4 separate regions of the Mus musculus genome follow, and all the other regions are linked to region 2. The links are chromatin contacts, called in public HiChIP or PLAC-seq and promoter capture Hi-C maps. All regions are on one chromosome and are shown on one strand. Each heading gives the region's core, a stretch centred on a gene start, on an enhancer-like site or on the middle of the called end of the contact. The rest is flanking DNA. Distances are from core to core; before and after follow the strand shown.

The links. Promoter capture Hi-C pulls out the DNA fragments that hold promoters and counts their contacts. HiChIP or PLAC-seq counts read pairs in DNA pulled down with a chosen protein or histone mark.
Region 1: a contact with region 2 is called in a FOXA1 HiChIP or PLAC-seq map of pancreatic cancer cells. The contact joins the promoter of Rpl26 here to the promoter of Ntn1 in region 2. A contact is called at or near these places in 2 of 115 datasets of contacts at active chromatin or transcription factors (embryonic stem cells and pancreatic cancer cells).
Region 3: a promoter capture Hi-C map of embryonic stem cells shows a contact between it and region 2, with 3 times the contacts expected there. The contact joins the enhancer-like site here to the promoter of Ntn1 in region 2. A contact is called at or near these places in 5 of 39 promoter capture datasets (the 3T3-L1 cell line, the C10 cell line, embryonic stem cells and 1 more) and 3 of 115 datasets of contacts at active chromatin or transcription factors (forebrain, neural tube and pancreatic cancer cells).
Region 4: an H3K4me3 HiChIP or PLAC-seq map of embryonic limb bud shows a contact between it and region 2, with 5 times the contacts expected there. The contact joins the enhancer-like site here to the promoter of Ntn1 in region 2. A contact is called at or near these places in 9 of 39 promoter capture datasets (the 3T3-L1 cell line, the C10 cell line, cranial neural crest and 6 more), 1 of 484 Hi-C or Micro-C datasets (cortical neurons), 7 of 115 datasets of contacts at active chromatin or transcription factors (embryonic forebrain, embryonic limb bud, embryonic stem cells and 4 more) and 1 of 9 other capture datasets (embryonic stem cells).

What each region holds. Positions count from the first base shown.
Region 1 is chr11:68,900,143-68,904,537 of GRCm38.p6, reverse strand. Rpl26 (ribosomal protein L26) reads right to left here and starts at 2,972. Exons shown (of 4, transcript NM_009080.2): 1 at 2,914-2,972; 2 at 2,096-2,268; 3 at 1,219-1,359; 4 at 4-173. The coding sequence starts at 2,263. The coding sequence ends at 45.
Region 2 is chr11:68,384,324-68,388,499 of GRCm38.p6, reverse strand. Ntn1 (netrin 1) reads left to right here and starts at 1,674. Exons shown (of 7, transcript NM_008744.2): 1 at 1,674-1,890; 2 at 2,316-3,397. The coding sequence starts at 2,380.
Region 3 is chr11:67,858,620-67,862,871 of GRCm38.p6, reverse strand. The region is part of intron 14 of Usp43 (ubiquitin specific peptidase 43); the gene reads left to right. Among named protein-coding and RNA genes, the nearest start is that of Gm40032, 16 kb to the right of the region's middle. Within about 2 kb of position 1,306, at least 67 of the 459 cell types and tissues checked have an H3K27ac peak or open chromatin away from gene starts, as enhancers often do. A contact at or near this core is called in embryonic stem cells and pancreatic cancer cells, where this site is marked.
Region 4 is chr11:67,818,292-67,822,579 of GRCm38.p6, reverse strand. All of the region lies in intron 2 of Gm40032 (a long non-coding RNA gene), which reads left to right. Among named protein-coding and RNA genes, the nearest start is that of Dhrs7c, 22 kb to the right of the region's middle. Within about 2 kb of position 2,654, at least 20 of the 459 cell types and tissues checked have an H3K27ac peak or open chromatin away from gene starts, as enhancers often do. A contact at or near this core is called in cortical neurons, embryonic limb bud and pancreatic cancer cells, where this site is marked.

The DNA.
Region 1 (4,395 bases), core at 1,723-4,222, 510 kb before region 2:
GACTACTTAAGCAGTCTTTAATGAAAGCCGTGCACGAGATGTCTCTACTCCTGCATCTTCTCGATCGTTTCTTCCTTGTATTTGCCCTTCTCCTTTCCTACTTGTCGGGACTTGGCTTTCCTCTCCAGGATCTTCTTGCGGTCCTTGTCCAGCTTTAGCCTGGTGATAACGACCTGCACAAAAAGAAGCAGCCCTAAGCTTTAAGCAACAACGTAGGCCCAATTACAGGTCCCACTTTCCATTCCCTGAACCCAGGGTAGTAGATACCTAAATGTCTCTTTCTAAAATACAAATGATGATGCAGCTTTGGAGCAGAAGCTCAGAGTTTATCCAGCTAGTCTAATCTTATCACTTGCTGCACTAAGGACCAGAGACCAAGAACTGACCACTGCATTTTCCTTGAAAACTGAGCTAGTGGTGGAAAGCAAAAACCAAACCCAAAAACCACTACAATGTTACATACAGAAAATGTTCTTTCTGTTAAAGGTCCTGAGTTCAACTCCCAGTGACCACACGGTGGCTCACAACCATCTGTGATTGGATCAGATGCTCTCTTCTGGTAGTATCTGAAGAGAGCAACAGTGTACTCATGTACATTAAAAGACACCTTACATGGGGCGTGCATTGTGGCACAGGACTTTAATTTCAGCACCCAGGAGGCTGAGACAGGCAGACCTCTGAGTACCAGAAAAACAAAAACTCAGAGCTCACTAAGGTCATGTGCTGGGCTGGAGAGAGGGCCAACAGACCCACATCTTTGATCTACATGGGTTCCACACACACAGAAGCAACCATGACATGTACTATGTGGTGGGGAAGGGAAAGAAATCATGGTACAATTTTAATACTGATGTTGTCTGTCGGTCTTTTGGGTTTTCTGCAGTTTGAAAATTACATTTTTAGCACTAATTTAAGTCTGAGAACCCCCTTAAGTGGTTGCTGTGCACATTAAACAATCCAATCACAAATTTGGAATAACTGACATGAAAAGTATATATAGGACAGGTATATGTATTATGGGATGTTCTACTTTGGCTTATATAATCAGTTTATGGGATCACAACCTCAGCTCCAGGTTGCTTTTTACTGCCAATACCTTAAGCCCACTTCATAATGGTGTTATCAATGGCCTCACTGATCACAGGGGCCACTTGCAGGTGCCATGTAAACAGCAATCAAGCACCAAAGCTAGTGGTTTCCTCCTTCAAAAACACCCACCTTGCTGGGGTGGATGCCCACATGGACGGTTGTGCCATTAGCCTTCTCTCGCTGGACTCGTTCGATGTAGATGACGTACTTCTTCCTGTACACTTGGACCACCTTGCCAATCTGCTGGCCTTTGTAGTGTCCGCGAACAACCTGAGTGCAAGTGAAAAAAAAACTGAGCAAGGGCTAGAGTGTAACCCAGAGAACCAGAACTGCCGAATCATTCATACACTGTGCACCTCCAGCAGACCCACACGTCCCCTTTTTGGGGTGGGAATGGGGTTACTGGGACTCAAATCCAGGACCTGTATATACAAGGTAAGCACTATGTGAACAGTGAGCTAAATCCCCAACCTTTTCATCTTCACAGACTGGAAACAAACCAGGCCAATCACCTATAGCAAAGAAAGGCTTTCTAAATAACAGACAAATCAAGACTGTTGCCATCCTATAGCTGTTTTCAACCCATGTCGATCCTCCCAAAGAAGTGTTTCATTTTATTAAGTATTCTTAAAAAGTGTTAAGATGTGCCAGTCTCGAAGTGCACACCCTTTATCCTAGGGCTCTATCTTATCTCTTTTCCAGGTCAGCCAAGGGCTACCTACACAAAGAAACCCACCCTGCGTTCTTTTAAAGACTTCCAGAACTTACCAATCACTAGCTATAAATTACAGCTACAGATAATCTCTCCCCAATAGAGCTAATAGAACCCCACACAAAGACATTAGCAAACCGCTGAGGCAGGACCAAAAAGCACACTGCTTTCCAGTTCTTTTGATGCAAAGCAACCCTTTCATACATCAAATGCAGGTTTTCTCACCCCCCCCCGCGCCCCCCAAATAATCGTAAAATTCCATTCAGCTTCGCCTCGCCAAGCAAGGACACATACCTGAACTTCGTCATCCTTCCGAATGGGCATAGACCGAACGTTATACTTCTGTCTCAGCTCTTTGGAAAGAGGGGAAGACATGATCTTCCTCCGAATGTGAGAGGGCGCATTGAAATGCCGTTTGCGGTTCTTGCTTCGGTCAGAAGTCACGAAGGGATTGAACTTCATTTTGGCTTAAAAACAAACAAAAAAAACAAAAACAAAAACCAGAAGACCCTTTAACGTTTCAAGTCTCAACCAGTTCCCTAAACAGCATCAACTCCACTCTGAAAGCACACAACGTTCACTGGAAGGTATCATGCTCGGTTACTCCAGACCTTCCCATCTGAGGGTTTTTTCGTCTTTAAAGACTGAAAACAAGATGAAGACTCTGCCATTAGTAACACCTATCCTACTTTTAAACTTGACTTTCCAACTTCAGCATCCCGGGAGGGTCCTACACAGCGTCGGTCTTTACCTTCTCATTTACCGCTTCTGGTGCTCTGCATTTTGCCCCCCACTTGAGCATGGAAGCAAGGGCGGATCTCCAAGCCCTCCCAACTGGCGAGAGGGCAACCGCACGGCTGACCCGGGGCTTATGATTATTTAACTCCATCTCCATGGGCCCCGCCGGCCTTCGAGTCCACGAACCTGGTCCCCTTAACCCTCTCCAGCCCCGCGGGCCCTGGCTAGGAAAGACACGGACCGAGCCCGCCCCAGTTCGGCTCCCTGGCTGATGCCGGGCCAGCAAGGCCGTCTCGGGGCCTCGGGACAGAAAAGCCTCCTCGCCTCGCCGCGGATGGCTGCGGATTACCAGCGACAACCCGCCGAGAACTCACCGGCTGCGATCCACCGATGGCCGCAAAAGGAAAGAGAACTACACGCGACTTCCGGTTCTGTAAGTTGCCGCGAGATCTCGCGAGAGTCTCGGAGCGAAAGGGGAGAGGAGGTTGGGAGAAAAGAAGAAACTAGGAATGGGAGTTTAGCGACATCTAGCGGCTCGGAGGGGGACTGCGAGGGGTCCTGACGTCATCCCTCGGAGGTGTGCGTGGTAGGCTTAGTCCTCTGGGGAAGGCAGTGCTCCTGGGATGAAGAGGGTTGCTTAGGGACGGTAGGCCGGCGTGAGAGGACCTGGGGGACCTCACCCTTTCATTCCTGGGCTCCGGGCGAAGCGCAAGACCTACTTTTAGGCGCCGAGTGGCTCTGGGACCTTGGCCAGACGGTTACCTCGGTGACTTGACCCATAGGAGTTAGTTCTTATAATTAGCCCCAGCCGGCCGCCCCCACATCTGGGTAGACTACTCTGGGTCCTTCTGCGAAATTGAGACCATCCCTCACCTGGACGGAAATAGGTCTTGGCCCCCTGATGATGCCAAGTTGCCGGTTCAAATCACACTTAAACAAACAGACCCGAGGCCAGATCCCCCGGAGCTCCCGGGGACTGGACCACCAACAAAAGATTACAGGCTCCGGTCACAAACGGGGCAGAGGATGACCTTGTTGGACATTAGTGAGAGGGGCGGCCCTTGGGCCTGAGGGTGTTCCATGCCCCAGTGTAGGGGAATGCCAGGGCGGGAAGACGGGAGTGGGTGGATGGGTGGGGGAGGTAAGGACAGAGGGGATGGGATAGGGGAGTTCCGAAGGGGAGACCTGGAAAGGGGAAAACATTTGAAATGTAAATAAAGAAAATATCCAATTTAAAAAAAAAAAAAAGGAAAAGCCGGCATTGGTGGCGCCTGCCTTTAATCTCAGTACTTGGGAGGCGAGGCAGGCGGATATCTGAGTTCGAGGCCAGCCTGGTCTACAGAGTGAGTTCCAGGACAGCCAAGGCTACACAGAGAAACCCTGTCTCGAAAAACTGAAAACATGAAAAGAGAAAAAGAACGGAAGAAAGAAAGAACGGAAGAAAGAAAGAAAGAAAGAAAGAAAGAGAGAAAGAGAGAAAGAGAGAAAGAGAGAGAGAGAGAGAAAGAAAGAGAGAAAGAGAGAAAGAGAGAGAGAGAGAAAGAAAGAAAGAAAGAAAGAAAGGAAGAAAGAAAAGAAAGAGACACGGGGTGGGGGGACACTCTCATCGCAGACAGGTGTACCCTTTAAAACTATGACCTCAACCCCCTCCTGAGAGTTCTCGGTTCCAGATCTGATGGAGGTAGGTCAAGGGGATCCGATTCTCTGCAAATGGGTTCGGAGGCATCGGTTTCTGTAGATAATATAGCCGTCATGCTAACAGGAGGCACATACTGTCTTAAGATACAGGGAGCTTACGGAACACTAGGCAGGACACACTCTTCTATACCCTTTCACATCACTAACGTCTTTAGGCT
Region 2 (4,176 bases), core at 425-2,924:
GGGTGGCCAGCTCTCAGGAAGACCAGGAAGAAGGGCCTTCGTCCAAGGAGAACAAGCTGGGCCAGCCCATCCCCGAGGCCCTTTCTTAGGTTCTCAGAGTCTATGAAAGTGGAAGGAACAGAATGAGGCGGGCTGAAGCAAGGAAGCCCTTGGGCCAGAATCAGGAGTGGAGTTTTTCTGTCTGAGTCTGTTATTGAATCACATTCTAAATGAGAAAGAAACTTAACAGTAACTAGTTTCAAGCTCGCAGCTGGATAGATTCTCACCTCTGAACTCTGGCTGTAGCTGCAAGACAGCCAAAGGTTACCATTCTTGTTCACAGTCCTTTTGTTAAGGCAACAGAGAACCAGGCCAGAGGCTGGGTGGCCCGAGGACACCCCAGGAGACTGTAATTGCGCGAGGTTATCCATTAGACAAACGTGGTGAGAGAGCTCATGTTTCTTTGAGATGGGGTATGTTCCCCATGCTGGCCTTGAACTCCTGGGCTTAAGATAGCTCTCAAGCCTTCGGCCTCCAGAGTAGCTGAAGTGGCAAAAGCACACCACCCACAGGAGAACACCACTGCCTCAGGCCAGGAGCCCAGATTACTGTATCCAAATTATATATATATACACACACATACATACACACACACACACACACACACACACACACACACACACACACACATATAAGTAGCCAGAAATTTGGGAAAGTTATCCCTAGCCTCTGAAGCCTCCACACCCTTAGTTGAAGAGTAGAGTCAATTGGTACTATGCAAAGCTATTGTGGGAATCTCCCTAGGGATATTAAAAAAAAAAAAGGATCTAGGAGCTGCCAAGTCAGCTTCAGGGGACCCTGGGAGAACTGAACTGGCCCCATCTCTGAAGTTCAGGATAGACCTGAGTAGGCCACTATCCAGGTGCGTCCGAGCTTCTTGGCCTTTAGCCTCGAATCACCACAGCTTCCAGGCCTAAAAGAAAATTGGCAGTGACAACTCTGTGAGGTTTAGGCGCTGCCTCTTGTTGCCCCCCACCCCATCCCCTAGAGCCTAGGGGCAGAAAGTTCACATCCCTTTCCAGTTCCCCTTCCTCACGCCTCTGGGGCCGAGTGCCCATAGGGGCAAGGCCCTGAGCGTAGTGCCACCGGGGCCACCAGTCTGGGTTGGAGGAAGGCTGGACCTCTGCGAAGAAAAGAAAACAAACACAGATGTGTTTGGCTGGGACCGGGAGGGAGAAAGCCGTTCTCGCCCCCACCCCACCCCCACAGGGTGCGCGCCGGCCCTGCCCCCTCTCCGGGGTTTCCCCGGGCGCTCCTCTTGCTTTCTCTTTGTCTCTGCTGTTCTTTCTCCGGCTCCCAGGTTCCCACCCGCTCGCTCTCGCCCTCTGGAGCATCCCGGGCCCGTTGGCTTTAACTTTCTTCTTCCCGGGGTTAAAACTTTGCTCGTGAGCGGGCGGCTGCTTGCCGACGTTACTGGCCGGCGCCCCGCCCGGCGGCCCCGCCTCCGCGCTCCCCTCCGCCCCCCACTCCTAGCGCGAGTGGTGGCGGCGGCGGCAGCGGCAGCGGCAGCGGCGGGCGGCGGCAGAGCCTTCGGGGGCGTGCGTGCGTGTGTGAGTGCGCGCCAGCGAGCGTGAGTGTGTGTGTGTGTGTGCGCCCCGGGCGGGCAGGGCAGCACTCGGACCGCGGCGGGAGTCGGCGGCCGCGTCGTCACTCGGGAGGAAGAGGCGGCGGCGGTGGCGGCCGGGGCCGGGGCTGGGGCAGCGGCGGCCGCGCCGGGCATGGAGCTGGCAAGCCCGCGTTGAGACAGGACGCTCTTGCTAGCCGCCAGCGAGAGGCTCTCTGCAGTCCGGCGCGCGGGCTCCCCGGCTTGGGCCAGGCAAACTTTTCTTTCTCTTTTGCCATCACTTAGAGGTAAAGTCTCCTACGCGGAATCCCCAGCGGGGACGCGATTGGGGAGGGGGCATTTATAAAGGAAGGACCCCAGGTGGCAAGAGAAAAGGACGCTGAGCCCGTGCGTGGTTGGGGGATCTGGAGCCCTGCTGCGCCTGAGGCTTAAGGGAGCAAGGAGAATGGGCATAGCTGCGGATGGGCAGATGGGCGCGGGCTTGCTCTTCGGTTGGCCGGGAGGCTGGGGAAGCCGGGAGGAAGGGGCGCGGGCGGTTCAGGTTTGGAAGCCCCTGCGCTCGGGGTCCCCCGGACTTTGGGGGAGGGAAGTGGGCAGTCTCGGGGTTGGTACCCCGGGGAGCGGGGCACTTGCCCGCCACTCCACCGAGGGCTGTTGGGCGCGGGGCGGGCTGGCTGCTGGCTGGCTGAGCGCGGCTCCCCTCTCTCCGCAGGCGCCTGGTGCGGCGGGCGAACCGACTCCTTGGCGCGGCGGGGCCGGGGCAAGCTGGCCACAGCATGATGCGCGCTGTGTGGGAGGCGCTGGCGGCGCTGGCGGCGGTGGCGTGCCTGGTGGGCGCGGTGCGCGGCGGGCCCGGGCTTAGCATGTTCGCCGGCCAGGCGGCGCAGCCTGATCCTTGCTCGGATGAGAATGGACACCCGCGCCGCTGCATCCCGGACTTTGTCAACGCGGCCTTCGGCAAGGACGTGCGCGTGTCCAGCACCTGCGGCCGGCCCCCGGCGCGCTACTGCGTGGTGAGCGAGCGTGGTGAAGAGCGGCTGCGCTCCTGTCACCTCTGCAACTCTTCGGATCCCAAGAAAGCGCACCCGCCCGCCTTCCTCACCGACCTCAATAACCCGCACAACCTGACGTGCTGGCAGTCCGAGAACTACCTGCAGTTCCCGCACAACGTGACGCTCACTCTGTCGCTCGGCAAGAAGTTTGAGGTGACCTATGTGAGCCTGCAATTCTGCTCGCCGCGGCCAGAGTCCATGGCCATCTACAAGTCCATGGACTACGGGCGCACGTGGGTGCCCTTCCAGTTCTATTCCACGCAGTGCCGCAAAATGTACAACCGGCCGCACCGCGCGCCTATCACCAAACAGAACGAGCAGGAGGCCGTGTGCACCGACTCGCACACCGACATGCGCCCGCTCTCTGGCGGGCTGATCGCTTTCAGCACGCTGGACGGGCGGCCCTCGGCGCACGACTTCGACAACTCGCCGGTGCTGCAGGACTGGGTCACGGCCACCGACATCCGCGTGGCTTTCAGCCGCCTGCACACGTTCGGCGACGAGAACGAAGACGACTCGGAGCTGGCGCGCGACTCCTATTACTATGCAGTGTCTGACCTGCAGGTTGGCGGCCGCTGCAAGTGCAACGGCCACGCGGCGCGTTGCGTGCGCGACCGAGACGACAGTCTGGTGTGTGACTGTAGGCACAACACGGCCGGCCCTGAATGCGACCGTTGCAAGCCCTTCCACTACGACCGGCCCTGGCAGCGCGCCACGGCCCGCGAGGCCAACGAGTGCGTGGGTGAGTGGGGCGCCGTGGCGCCGCGGGCGGTGGGTGGAGACGCGGTGGGGCGGGGGGAGCTCCTGGACCTTGCAGCGGCGGGTTCTCCCGAGCGACGGAGCCAGGAGTCCGAGCATCGCGGGATAGTGGGTTTCGGAGACCTTACAGTTGCTTCGGGACGTGCGTTCCGAGACGTATGGGACCTGGGAGGGGTGAGATCAGAGCCATCTGCCCGCTCTGCCGACACCCGGTGTTGCATCCTTTCACCCACTTCGAAACCAAGAGGCGGCTGGAGAAGTGGCCCGGGAGGTCAGGGGGTGGAGGGAGTGGTTTGGAGAAAATTTGCCGACAGGTCTTTCTAATCCCAGATCCAAACGGAAACACATTCACTGCCTTCCTCGCAGTTTGCTTAGTGCCTGGGGTTCACCTCCGCCCCATCCCCCTTTCCTAAGGCTGCAGCTGGGCGCGCGGTTGGGGACCGGGGACGTTCCAGAGCCACAACCAGGAATCCCTTGGGAGAAGGCAGAGAGCTCCTTGCAGCTTGGAACCAGTTGGGTACCAAGCAAATGTCACTCGTGCACCCTCCAATTCTCTTTTTATGGTTTGATTTTTTTTCTCTCCTCCCCCCCCCCCGTTTGAACAGCGTGTTCGTGTTATCAAGAGGAGAGTGATGTGATTTCAATTAATTACTATCTACAGGTTACAAAGGAGACCTCAGTGACTATTTTAAACTAATTCAATCCTGGACCAAAAAAGAAGTCTACCAGGTTTTTTGTTCGTTCGTTTGTTTGTTTGTTTTG
Region 3 (4,252 bases), core at 57-2,556, 530 kb after region 2:
CCAAGAATGAGCGTCTCAAATGTTATCTTCTTTCATGGAAAAGTCTGTTTTGTTATTTTATAAGTGCTCTGTGTACCTTTTTGAGGGCTTGAGCGCTTACTGTCATATATGATATTAGGTGATTGGTTGCTTTAGTCCTTTCCCCCATGTCACTTTAAATATGTCTCTTTTTGTTATTGTTTTGTTTTTGTATGCACAACTTAGTAATATAACCAATCGATATAACAACTATTTTCCCATCTGTAAATGTATTCCTGATTTTTAGCTCAATTCTCTCCTGTAAAGTATTCAGACGATGACTAAACGTGTATTCAGCAGTGAAGTTCTCATCTTGAGGAATCAGACTTTTTTCAGCTGTGATTCCAGGGAAATTCTAATTGAATGGGATGCACTGTTTCACTTGACTTTAGCCAAAGGGAGGGATATGAATGTCTCTTTAGATATGTATGTTTCTTTAGAATGTACAATTCCTACCATGCTGGCATGTGGCAGGAATGACACAGTGAGGACTGAGGAGCAAGGAGCTTTGGGAGAGTGCCAAATGGGACCTGCAGGGTGCTGTCACTGACAGCTACAGGTAGCTGGCAAGAAAAAAAAAAAAAAGAGTGGAAGACCTGGTGGGGCTGAAAAACCACAGCTGAGTGGATACAGAGAGTACAATAGGAGACAGCTGGTTCTCAGGTACACCCCAAGCACTGGACTCTAAGCTGTTCATCCCTAATCCATGGCTCTTTTGTAAATGCCTCATGTATGTAGCCTTACAGTGACTTCTGTTTGAGGTTCAGGTTCTTCAGACCAAAAACAAAAAACAAAACAACAACAAAAACAAACAAACAAACAAAAAACCAAAAAACAAAAAACTTGTTGGTTGCTGTTGGTTTCCTTTCCTAATTAATTTGCAAGTTCTGCTTTTCTTCCTACCTTGTTCCTGGGTGCTTTCTCGGTGTTGACAATCAATCACGTTTTCCTGCCATTAGAAGTCGGTAAGAAACCAGCTGTTTCCTGCCAGGCATTCTGCTTCCTCATCGCCTTTTCTCTCTTCTCCAGTAACCCTGGAGCTGGAGCCGCGCCCTTCCCTCCCCTCTCCCCTGACATCCTTCCCACAAGGAGAGGTTTGAAACCCTTCCTCCATCTCCCTCTGCCCCATTGGGGATTCTTCCCCCCATTGTGCTGCAATAGTTCATCCTGTGTACCCGACTTGGCTTGAGCTGACCTTCCGAGGCTGCCTGGCCTTCCCTGTGGAGGATAGACTGTTCGTGGAATGCACTGTGGGATGCACTGTGGTTTCGTGTTTGTCTTCTCTGCCCTCTGCCCTGAGATCTCTGCTCTGCCAGTGTTTGTCAGAGCCCTTCAGGCACTTGAGCTCTTAAGTCCTTAGCAGACAGAAGTATTTCCTTCACCCCAGTGGGTGGTAGCCTGGCTGGCCTGGGGCTCTGGGGTTGCAATTCTTTGCTTTCTGCATCGGTAGCTGGTTTCCCACGATCTCCTTGCCCCAGGGCTGCAGGTGAGAAGCCCAGACTGTTCTTTTTCACGTGAGTGTCTCTTGTTCTCCCAGGCTGGAAGTTTTTAAGATTCTCTCTGACCTCAGAGTTCAGAAATTCTAGCACATGCCTGGGTGTTCAGCCCCACCCCGCACCCAAATGCCTTCCTTCTGCACACTCAGGCCTTTCTTTGGGACTTTGTCTTGTATTTCCCTTGAGTTATTGTCTTTTGCCTTCAGATTCCTCTAGTTGTTTGCTGTGGCTCCTGGTTCTACCCCCTCACTCTCCTCCGTTTTCCCATGTGGTCTTATGACTGCCCTTTTGCTCCAAGATCAGAGGCGTCCAATCTTTTAATGTGATGGTTTCACTTACAAGTATGCTGAGTCATATTTATAACTATCCTGGGACAGGTGCAGGCTCCTGGTTACACACCTACTGGGATGTGAGATAATTCTTATCTATTTACTGACTCATGGGATCTTAGCGGTGACCCTGTAAGCCTGGTTAGGTCACACCCTGATGCTGTCTCTCTCCCTCAGGGTCATTGGTTGCACAGCTCTGTGCCTTTAGGAACTGCTCTTCTGTGTTGTTGCGGCTGCTGCTCTTTGTTTTGTTTTGAGTTATTCTGTTTCTGGGTCCTCTCTGTTGTCATTTCTACTTTGGGGCCAACTCTCACTGTGGAACACTGGTTGGCCAGGAACTCAGTCTCTCAGCTTCCTGAGTGATGGGATTCTAGGTTGTGAGTAACCACACCCATGATGGACCCTGTTGTTGCTTTTTCTGTTTCTGCCCACAAGGCTTTGCTCTTCCCTCTCTAGAGCAAAGGGACACTTGGGGTGAGAGAAGGGACGGTGACTTTGGCTCCCAAGGGATGGTGGTTGACATCCAGCCCTTCTCTTGCCCACTTCTGTCCAACTGGCTCAGTCTCAGAGGAAGAAGAGTAGCCCTGGCCTGTCTGTAGACATTGCCTGAGCTTCTCGGGCACCACCAGAAAATTTGGGGTCAAGTTTGTTTTAGATTGCCTCTGCCGTCCAGGCAGAAGTAGCTGCCAGGCTGTCAAGAGACATGAGAGCAAAAGGGACAACTAAACTAGGAGCAGAGAGGGGCTGGAATTGTTTTTGATATTTAAAGTCAGTGGCAGAGATCTTCAAATATGGATTGGAGTTCAGAAGCTGTCCTGGGTGCACATAGCATGGGCGCTTCTCTCCTGGGTTCCAGCTCTGGTTGTCTTTGATGCTCGCCTGACACAGCAAATTCACTTCTACCCCAGGGTCTTTGCATCTGCTGCTCCTGAAGTCTGGAACTCATCTTCCTCAGATCTCCCCCTGCCTCCCTTCCTCCTTTCCCCCTTCCTCTTTCACTTAGGTCTCTCAGATATTGCTCATTCCTCGTGCCCCACCCTCCTCTTCTTCCTGATCCCACCTTGTTCACTGTAGCCTTTATCACCCACTGTGTTACACAATATCTTATGTTTTGGTTTTTGTCAAACCCCAAGGGCACAGTCACTTTCTACTTGCATTTTTGTTATTGTTATGATACAGGGTCTCCCTATATAGCCCTGGGTGGGCTGAAACTATGTAGACCAGGCTAACCTCAAACTCACAGGGATTAGCTTGCCTCTGTCTCATTGATTGCTGGGATTAAAGGCATGTGCACCATCTTGGATTCTATTTGTATTTTTCCCCAAGCACTGAAAAAAAAATAGTCTTTAGCATACAGTAGGCTTTTCTTAAATATTTTTGGGATAAATTAATGGGTGGATGTTAAGATGTGATGGAAACCCTTAGGGATATTGAAAGTACTTGACCCATTGAAGATGAACTAAGGATGGGGAGAAGAGGCCCTAAGGCTCCTGCCAGCAGCACGGTGTGACCTCAATTTGGAGATCACATCACTGGCCCAAGGAACAGAAGTGACTTGAGAATCAAGGTGTCTGTACGCAGACGGGAACAGAGGAGGCATCTCTTGGAGCAGCCGCCCTATGGTTGGTTGGAGGCTGTATGCCTCAGCAGACCAAGGACCCACCACAGAGGGGTCCTGTAGGGCCTGAGAAGGTGACTGTCTTTTGCAGGGTGTCTCCAACCTCTAAGAAGATGCAGCTTAAGACTGTACACCTTGGGCTGGAGAAAGAGGTGGCTCCGTGGTTAAGAATGTTTGTTCTTGCCAAGGACCTGGGTTCAGTTCGCAGCAATGACGTGGCTGCTCACACCTATCTGTAACTCCAGTTCCAAGGGACTGACACCCTTCTCTGACCTATGCAGGCAGGCACCAGACTCTCACACAGTACACATATATGTAGAGACAGACACACATAGAATAAAAATAAATAAATGTTTTTAAAAAAAAAAAAAAAAACAAAAAAGACTAGCTCCTTTGTGGCTCTCAGGCTCCCTGGATCCCAGTCTCCTTCCACGCTCCCAGATGACCCATCTCCCAGAGGAAAGGCTGGAGAAGAGGCGGGCTGCTTGGTAGTGAGCAATGCCCGTAAGGGTACCTGCTGCTTTTTCTCTCTGCTTATACCATTTACTTCTCAGTTTATCTAAGGTTCTCCGTCCCCACTCCCTCAGATCCTGTTACGGGGCGATAAATAGATGAAAAGAAATAAAGGGTGCTTTTTGTCCAAAAAGAGGCAAGCTGAAGGGGTCCTTTGGGTGTGTGTCCTGTGGGTTGCTGTCAGCCCTGGCCCAGGGCCCTTCCACACCAGGAAGAAGGGAAAAGTAGTTATTTACGGCAGCAACCAGGTCCTCTCGCTCCCTGCCAGGGCTCCAGGC
Region 4 (4,288 bases), core at 1,405-3,904, 570 kb after region 2:
GAGCTCCAATGTCCCTTCTGGTCTCTGTGGACACTAAGCACGCTCATGGTGCACAGACATATATGCAGGTAAAACACCCCAACACATAAAATAAAATAGTTTTTAAAAGTAAAAAGATAACTTTTAGAAAGGCCTCCTTTATGTCTATAGATCACTGGCTAGTCAAAGAGACTCTCAGCCATAGCTTCCTAAGGGACATTCCTTACCTTTGCACCCCATGGCTTCCCAAGTACTATTGTAGACACACTGGGAAAAGGATGGCTGGCCTGATACTGCAACTAGAAGTCTCAACCACTTCTAGCATATATTATTGCTCTTGGAACTTGAATGATCCATCTGGTCATCTCCATTCAGCAGGCTTTTCAATTGATCAGCTACACAACTTTGCCTAAGCTACCTACCCTCCTTGATGATATATATGTACATACACATAGTGTGTGTATGTGTGTTTCTTGTAACAATAGAACCAATAGGTGATTTGGAGACTTGAGAACGTTGCATGAGGTGATGAAGATTCAAGTCGGGCAGGAAATGAATCTTTAATCTTTCCTATGTGCTCGTTCTTTGGCTCCTCTAGGGAACAACACATGTATAAAAAAGAATTGCTGTGTCTGGAAGGCGAAAGCTATCCATTTCTTTAGGAAAGCATCGTAGTTATAGGGCATGTGTCTTCAAAGCATAAGAGGGTGGGGCACTGCCTGCCAATCTGCCCCCCTGTTGGCAGAGGGATTCCTCCAGGCACGTAGCCTCTCTTGCAATTCTGGCTGCAAAGGCTGAAGAGATACAACAACGGTGTGAGGCTGGCGAAGTGAGTTTGAATGCTCTTGGCATGCATGCGAGCCATCTGCCATTGCTGAAGCTGAGAGTGTGGCTAGTGTAGGAGATGGCTTGCTCTGGGGGAAGGATGCTACACTGCTCTGTTCCTGTTTAGACAGTGCTGTCCCGTAACTCCTGGCCTACAGATGGCATGTGGACCAGGCTTAAGCCATTAGCCATCAGATGGCTGACCAACCCTACTTCTAAGCAGATAGGACATAATAGCCCTGGTGCCACTGCTGTCCTCTTATCCCAACAACGGGACGAGGGTGGCAATGAAGCATGCCACCTGGGTGATAGTGGGGTAGAGGGATATTTGATACACTAAATCTAAATGCTTAAAATAAAACTTTCCTAAAAAAATATTTATTTATTTTATGTACATGAGTAAATTGTAGCTGTCTTCAGACACACCAGAAGAGGGTATCAGATCCCGTTACAGATGGTTGTGAGCCACCATGTAGTTTCTAGGAATTGAACTTAGGACCTCTGGAACAACAGCCAGTGCTCTTAAACACTGAGCCATCTCTCCAGCCCCAAAACAAAACTTTTGAGTTACTTGAGGAAATAAATGTCTAGGTTGGGTTCTTGCTGCCTGTCATGTCCCTCCCTCTGCCCAAGTCACAATTGACTTCCTAAGCATTCACACAGTTGTCTCAGCATGCAGAATGACAGTGACTGCAAGAAGCCATGGACAACCAGGATGGCCCAAGGTCTACTCAGATTGGCTCATGGTATATCTTCAACAACCTTTGATTCACTCCTGTGAGAGATCCTGAGTTAAAGACCATCTTGACTGTAGTCCCAGGCAGAGCTGGCAGTGGGCAGCCTTGACTGGGCATTATACACTTTGCTGGTGCTGACGTCCTGGGAGCCCCTCCTCCTATGCAGATCTGGCTCACCATGCTGTGGGGACAGAGAGGAGACTGCTGGTGCTCTGCTCACTCTCCCCTTCTGGGACCCTAGCCCATGGAATGGTGCTACTCATATTCAGGGTGGGTCTTCCCTAGAGTCTCTAGAGACATCCTCATAGACATTGCCAGAGGTCTGTTTCTGAGGCAATGAGGTAACCTAGGAAATTATAAGGCAGAAACTAGTCAAGCAGTGTGGCTAGAGTTAACAGAAACCGGCAAGGGGCTATGAAACACCCTTGGGGTTAACAACAGCAAGACCCGTTAACCTCCCTGAACTCCAGGGATGAGGGGAGGAGTTGTCTAGCCATAGTATAGCCTAAGGGTACATCTGCTGCCCACCTGTCCAGGCAACCACAGCAACCCGATGGAAGTCTGAGGAAGTTAAGAGCCCTGGCCTCATTTTCTCCTGCCAGGCAATCTCCAGAGGCAGAGCCCCATCAATAGTCAATAGCCAGGGGAGCCCACTGCTGCCATCTCCTGGGGACACTGAGATGCAGCCAACAAAGGATCTGGTAAGGCAAATAGCGACTGTTTGAGCCTGGCCATCGTGAATTTGTGAGGTCCCCTCACAGCCCTGTCCTGGAGCAGGAACCTGGGGGTTTAGGTGGTGCCTCAGTGAGGGTTCTAATCTTCCCAGGGAAGGGCACATGTGCTAAAAATGGTTGGGAATTGTGATAGATTTATCTGTTTCTTTATGCTTTTCTACTTAGTCCACTTTAAAAGATTTTTTTTCTTTTCAATTTTGGGGCAGGAAGCAAAGACAAGAAACTAATCACCTTTGTCTTTCACAGCATGGAGCTGAGAGGTGTTTTAATCTCTTCTGCGTCTTAGAATAACCAGTCTGGGATCTGGGACAGCTACTGCTACCTAGGTCCTTTATACCATCCAGTCACTCTGTGTCCTCGGGGTTAAGTCACTCCAGGCCACCCTCGTTTTCCCCTGAGCAGCACAGCAGCAGCAGCAGCAGCAGGCAGCAGAGCATGGACACCCTCACTTTTCCCATCTGTGACACGGAATGCAAGTCTTTCCAGGGAGCCTAGCAGAGAGGAGACCTTCATGGGATCCTTCTTACGATTGTACAAGACATTGTGAATACGGTGCATGGACTCTTGCTGCTTTGTGGAATTTCTAGGAAGGTGTTGGCAAAATGTGTTTGGAGCAACAGTGCCACTTGGTGGTCACCACTCTTATTGCATAGCATATCTGTTTCCACCCCCCCCTCTTTGTTTCTACCTTGTTAACATTTCATTTATTTGTTTCATTCTGTGTATCAATATAAAGGTTGGAGACTTTCATTTACTATGCTAGTGAGATGCCCCACCATGGCAGGGTGGCAGAGTGACATCCCAGAGCCACACGTTGCATCCTGAGGGAGACGGCAAATTTGACTTATGGGTTGCTTGGGATATCCACCTATCATTTCTATTAGGTCCACCCCCCCCCCCAAGGCTCTGGGATCCCTCAATTTAAGAAAACCCTTGGCCAGCTAGCAGGGGATGGTAGAGCAAACTCACATACACAGAAGGGTCCTTTTTCCTTAGAGCTGATCTCCCTGGCTTGTTTTAGTGGAATCCTAGTGGCCTTTCCCTACTCCAGAGTCCTTGCTTTGCCAGAATGCAACCCTCAGTGACCACATGCATGCTTCTAGTGACAGCCTTTCCTTCCTCAGTCACCCAAAGGCTGGGCCTTTGTCCCCATTACAGCAGGTCCTAGTTGACTCCTCACTCAGGCTTGCAAGATAACAAAAGCAGGACAGACACCTGGCATCTATGCCTTGCTTTCACATCCATCTCCTTTGTTTGAAAACTTCGGGTCAGACTTCGGGTTAACTCAGTGTGCAGGCATGTCAGTCCCTCAAGGAATGTCCATATAAAAACTGGTGACACCTAACCAGTCTCACCCCTCTTCAAGACAGAAGGCACAGATGTTAGTTTACCCAGCAGTCAGCTCTCATAATGTCCTATTCCAGACCCTAAATGGTATTCACAGGTCTCTCTCAACATTGGCCAAACTTGCAAGTCACCATGGATCACAGGAAGAGTAGAGCCTTATGGGTAAGACACCTTATCATGAGATTACCCTCAAGCAGGAACTTTATGGGAGCTGGCATGTCCCCTTAAGCAAGAAAGGCTTCTTTCACCCGCCCCCCCCCCCAGAAACAGAACAGATACAATGATCAACCAGACACACCTAGCCAGGACTCTTTAGTTATGCAAACCTCTGCCCTTCTGCTTCACTCACCCTCAGTTTAAATCTAAAGCGCACATCGATATCCTAAAGCTAGATGGATGTGGGTTTACCAACCATTGTTCTGTTCTTCATACCACAACCACCTTGTAGTACCTCCTTTCTCCGTCCTTCACTGCTCCTCACTTTGATTCGATTTGATCAGGTGACAGCATCGTCTGTTGGGACTCTCTTGCCATAATAACACACTGTTGGCCTGGAGTTTACAAAGCAGAGCCTGTAAGGGAACAGGTAGGGACTCTGGCCAAGCTCTGAATAGGCCCCGAGGCTCTGTCTCTGTCTCTGTCTCTGTCTCTGTCTCTGTCTCTATC